Linked DNA regions of Rattus norvegicus: region 2 is linked to region 1. The links are chromatin contacts, called in public Hi-C maps. All regions are on one chromosome and are shown on one strand. The core of a region is the stretch at or near the end of the contact, and the rest is flanking DNA. Distances in the headings are between cores, read along the strand shown.

Region 1 (2,538 bases), core at 29-2,528:
GTTCCCACCTCGAGTGCTGCGACTGTGGTGATGCTGTTCTTTTCTCAAGGCAGAGAACACAGGGAGGGCAGGTGTCGGGCAAGGACCAAGAATTGGGGATAAAGGGGGCAGTCTAGAAAATATCAAGTAAATACCAAAACCAAATGAGAGAACGAGGGGTCTCCTACAGAGAGAGGACAGGCAATCAACCCACACCCATTTCCATCCCCTCACCGTGGTGGCCTGGGAGGCCCCCAGAGTGAGTTCCTCCAGCAGATCCCGGGTGCTGAAGCCCTCCTCCACCATCACAAAGTCCGATTCACTGAGGTAGCCAGCCATGCTGAGCAGGGGGAGCCCAGGGGCTGGATGAAACTGCTGCCTTGGAGCACCGCTGGCTGCCTTGGCCACCGCCTTAGAAAGTATGCAACACACTGTGGGGAGAGGGAGATGGAGGAGACCGCTGGGGAGCAGGCTGCACCCTCACCTCCCCGGGCCTAGCTTCCCTACACGGTCATGCTCTGCACCCCACCCCACCCCCAAGCACAAGCCTGAGAAGCTGAGGTTCGCTGGGAACGGTGATGATGTCTCTGCTAGAGCCTCAATTATCCCCATCGGTTAAATTGGATTGCTTTGGAGTTCTTTTCCAGTTCTGAAATTTGGGATTGGAAGGAAAAGAAAGTGTGGTGGACAGATCTGAGAAACCTAGGTGAGGATGTCGCCTTCCTTCTGAAGGAATCCTCCAGTCCGGACCACGACTACCTAAAGGGCCAAAACCCGTGAGCTTATTAAGTTCGAGTCTGCTCTCTGCTTCATGACCTTGGGTCAGTTTCCCCATTTATAAAAGGCTGGTTCTGACACGCTAAGAATGCTCTAAGAGCCACCGGTGGTTCTGTCCACGGGACCGCTCCCTCGAGTGCAGGGCAGGGGTCCCGCACCCCAGCCCCAGGCCTCCTTACCAAGCCCCGTCCTCCTTCGCGGGGGCCAGAGCCAGGCGCGCTGCTAGGGGGGGTCGCCGGTGACCTCGAAACTTGTGCAACACCCCGAGGAGGAGTGGCAGTTGCGGAGCCGAGGCCCCTGCTGAGAGGAGGCAAGGGGGACCAGGGGACAGGTCAGCGCCCAAAGCCTAGTGGGCACCCGCTCCCCAAGGCTCCCCCCAGCCATCTCCTGCACTCGCCTTAAAACGCATTTACACGGCTTCGGCCCATAGGTCTCCCCAGCGAGTGAATCGGATCCTCGGCGCCTCCGCTCGCTCGCTCCCCCCGGCTCCGGCCCCGCGGCCTGCGCCCCGCGCGCCCAGCAGCCACCGACCCCACGCCCCGCCTTGCGCCCGCCGCTCGCTTATATAAGCCCCGCCCTAGCCCCGCCCCGGTGCTCCGGCCCCGCCCCTGTCCGCTCCGTAGCCAGGGCAACCGGGTGCCGCCAGCCCATTGGTCGATTCGGGCATAAAGCATTCAGCGCTGCGAGGCTACTCCGCAAAGCTGCGCAGCTAGACAAGCTGCCTGGCTGGTGTCCGCAGAGGTCCACGCGGGGAAATCCTTCGAATCCTAGGCGACTACGTAGTCGGAGCCGCGGATCTTGAGTCCTGAATCTCAAAAATTGACTCTGGAAAACTTTTCTGTCCCTGCCTGAAGTCGATGGTTCCCTGCTCCTCCCCTGGTGAAGTTCTGGCTTCTTCCTTGGAGCCCAAGCCTCTCGCTGTCCTATTTTGTAATATGACCTTTTACTTTATCGCCTCTCCTAGGCATCTTAAACTCCCAACTCAAATGGCAGCTCATATGTGTTCAGAGAGGGGTTTTGAGGCTTCACAAGCTCGGGGCGATGCCTCCCTTCTTCATTCTCAGAATCCACCAGACTCAGGTGAAATGTGGCTTCGACTCAAAGCATGTCTCCTTTTCTATACACAAATTCCTGCTCATCCATCAGAGTCCAGTGTAATGTCTTCCTCTGTCGAGCCTTCCCTGGCCACGAAACGCAATGGGACTCAGAGTTCTTGTCTCTGTCTGACCCCTTCCTCCATCTTTTGAGCCTTAATATCGGATGCTGAGATTCCTGCCTCTACTTTTCACTTTTTTGCCTGATAAAACATCTCAGATTTGTGCACTCCAAGCACAGACTGAGAGCAGGACTCCTTAGAGCGCTTAGCGTGCACACGGTGATGCTCAGAAGCTAATTCAAGAGTTCTCCCGGTAGAAGTCAGAATGCTGCTTGTCTCTGAGCCTGTGGCTACTGATTGGGAAGGGACATAGTAGAACTTTTTGGGGTGTTTGGTATTGGTTAAAGGTGTGTGTGTGTGTGTGTGTGTGTGTGTGTGTGTGTGTTCCTCGAATTATACACATATGATTAATGTCCTGTTATATGTGTTATGTACACTACATTAAGAATTTACAAGTTTTAAGCCGGATGTGATGGCACATGCCTTTAATCCCAGCAAATCTTAGTTCAAAGCCAGCCTGTTCTACAGGAGATCTACTGCCAGGATTCCACAGAGAAATTCTGTCTCAAAAAAGAAAAAAAAAATTTTACAAATTTTAAGAAAACCCTTGATAGGGTTGTAGAGAT
Region 2 (2,538 bases), core at 21-2,520, 230 kb after region 1:
GTGCACAAAGGCTCATTCTATTCAGGACAGTAAAACACCAATGCCAAATGTATACTACACATCCTCGTTCAAGGCTCATAAAACCAAAACCACTACTACCAAACTGGGTCTGATATACAGGGCCAAAAGCAAGGATCTTTTTTTTTTTTTTTTTTTTTTTTTGCAAAGGAGGGGACTTCTCCTTGGCCTTTGATTTCCAACTCTCCTAAACACAATACATGTGAAGCAAACAACACACACACAAACGGAGGCTGTTATCATCAAAATGAGCCCCTTCCAAAAAAAATGTTTTTAAACAACGCGAACTGACATTATCAGAAAGAATTTTGCAACTCCCTCTGTGCTAACAGCAAACACTGTAAAATGGAAAGACAACCCCGTCTGGAAATCTCTGCTTTAGGTAACAATTCCTCCAGACCAGGGAGCCAAAAATCCCACACAGGCCCAGGCAGCAGATTTTTCTAAACTGAAGCAACAGGTTTCTTTTCTAAGAATAGTCTATTAAAGCCTGGGGCTCCTAACAACCACGGGGAGAAAAAAATGAAAAATGAAGGCAGCGGGTGAACTACGTCCTCATTTGGTGGCCCTCTTCAGGGCTTATGCTGAGATGTCTGTAGAATTCCCTGCGGCCCTGGATGGCCCAGGGATGCCTTTCAAGGATGCCGCGGGCCTCCCCCTCAGGAACGCTGCCCGCCGCGCCCAGGGTCTTTGCACTTCCCTCCTCCCACTCGGGAGAGCGAGTTCTCGCCTCCCCGCGGATAGCGGGAGAAGCGCGAGTTTCCTCCGTGCCCCTCCCCCCCAAGGGGCGACACAGGTCCCCGCCGGCTCCACCAGTGCACCCAACCTCAGGGGGACAGCCGCCGACAGCCACACCTCAGCAGGCTGCGGCCCGCTGTCGCCCGGAGTGGGTCGCCCTCTCCCGCCACGACGCACCGCGGGAAGCCCGCCATCCCCGCTCTCCCTAGCGACATCACCCTCCCGTGGCGAGGGCACTGGGAGAGAAAGACCCCCTTCCCCCACTGGCGAGGCCGGCGGACCTCGCACGCAGCCCGAGGACCTGACAGCTCCCTTCTCCTCAGCAGGATGAGGGGCGTCACTCGCCCACGGACGTGGAGGTGGGGGGCAGGGACAACCTCCCCGCCCGCCATCACCTCAGGAGGGAGAATCAGCCCTTCCCTCAGCGAGACGAGCTTCCCTGCTCCTCACGGGGGAAGACGACGTACGCGGCCCTGTGAAGAAGCAACAGGCGCCCCCGACCCCTAGCCTAGACGACGGACGCCGACCCCTCGTCCCTCCCGCTCTTCACCTCCGGAAGCCGGGCCAAAGCCTGGGCGAGCGGCAGCACCTCACTCCGCCCCCTGCGCCATTTTATCGCCCCCTTCACGACCTCCCCCACCCCGAGGCAGCGGGGCCAACACCAGGGGGAGGGCAAGCAAACAGTGATTGGCAGGAAACCGCCCCGCCCCTGAGAGGGTTGTGTCCTGGGCAGCCTTCCTAACCCCGCCTCCCATCCCACCTACACTGTTTTTTCTGGCTCCGCCCCTTCCTGTTTCATCGATTCTTTCGGCTCTCTGCTGCTCCTGACTCGGGGCTACTCGCGGGGATGAGGGAGAGGATCTAGGCCTATCAAGCGGAGCTACGAGCTCAGCTGATGCAACCTGACGGGACTAGCGTGACAGTTCCCGGCACGCGGAGACGGCGGCGAACGAGGAAAGGGCGCGGGTGCCGGCTGAGCGCGGGAAACCGAGAGAGCGGAGCCATGGGGGATGCTCCAAGCCCTGAGGAGAAGCTACACCTTATCACCCGGAACCTGCAGGTCGGGCCTTGGGGTTGGGATGCACCGTTGGGTACTGATTTCCGTGATTCCCGAGACCGATCCTTAAATGTGAGGAGCCGCGGTCTCCGTCCCTGGGCGGCTCTAAGGCCCTCTCTGCTAGTTGATCACTAAGTCAGTCAAGCACCCATTCTCAGGGTGCAAAAGAAACTACAACGGGCTCACTCTGTGTACCCTTATCTTGTACTATAGTCATTCTGGGGCTGGGAACCTCATATTACCCATCCTATTACATTCCGGGAACATTGCTAGACTCTAGGGAATCAGGGCCATGTTCTTTCTCCAAGAAGTCTGATTTACTTGGAGTAGAGGGAGCACAGTGCTACCCAGCCACCATAGTGTTCATTACTTCACCTTCCTGCCTTCTCTGAGCCATCTCTTCAGCCAGCCCGCTCGCTCCCATTACTTTTCAGAACTCAGGTCATAGGAACTTTCTGAGAAAGGCCTTCCTTAAGCATTAAAAAAAAAAAAAAAAAAAAAAAAAACCTCCCTACCAGAGCTGTCTCCATCCCTGTCTGCTGGGCCTCAGATGTACCTCCACAGAACCTATCGCTGTCTCTGATTTGTGCTTTTAGGAGAGGCAGGTAGAAGCCAAGTCATGAGGCCTTGTAAACTTTGTTTTACAAGCCAGATAAAGACTGGACTAGAATTAAGCTAAAGGCGGTTGTCCCACCAAGCTTTTTAATTTACCTATCCTGGGTGTG

What was found. A called contact is a pair of places that touch in the nucleus more often than the background predicts.
Region 2: a Hi-C map of Schwann cells shows a contact between it and region 1, with 4 times the contacts expected there. The contact joins the promoter of S100pbp here to the promoter of Azin2 in region 1. A contact is called at or near these places in 4 of 12 Hi-C or Micro-C datasets (the A7r5 cell line, Schwann cells, frontal cortex and 1 more).

Annotation. Positions count from the first base shown.
Region 1 is chr5:146,593,499-146,596,036 of GRCr8, forward strand. Azin2 (antizyme inhibitor 2) reads right to left here and starts at 1,279. Exons shown (of 11, transcript NM_001014261.3): 1 at 1,154-1,279; 2 at 936-1,056; 3 at 214-410. The coding sequence starts at 318.
Region 2 is chr5:146,818,552-146,821,089 of GRCr8, forward strand. S100pbp (S100P binding protein) reads right to left here and starts at 1,271. Exons shown (of 7, transcript NM_001134628.1): 1 at 1,152-1,271. Yars1 (tyrosyl-tRNA synthetase 1) reads left to right here and starts at 1,612. Exons shown (of 13, transcript NM_001025696.1): 1 at 1,612-1,816. The coding sequence starts at 1,652.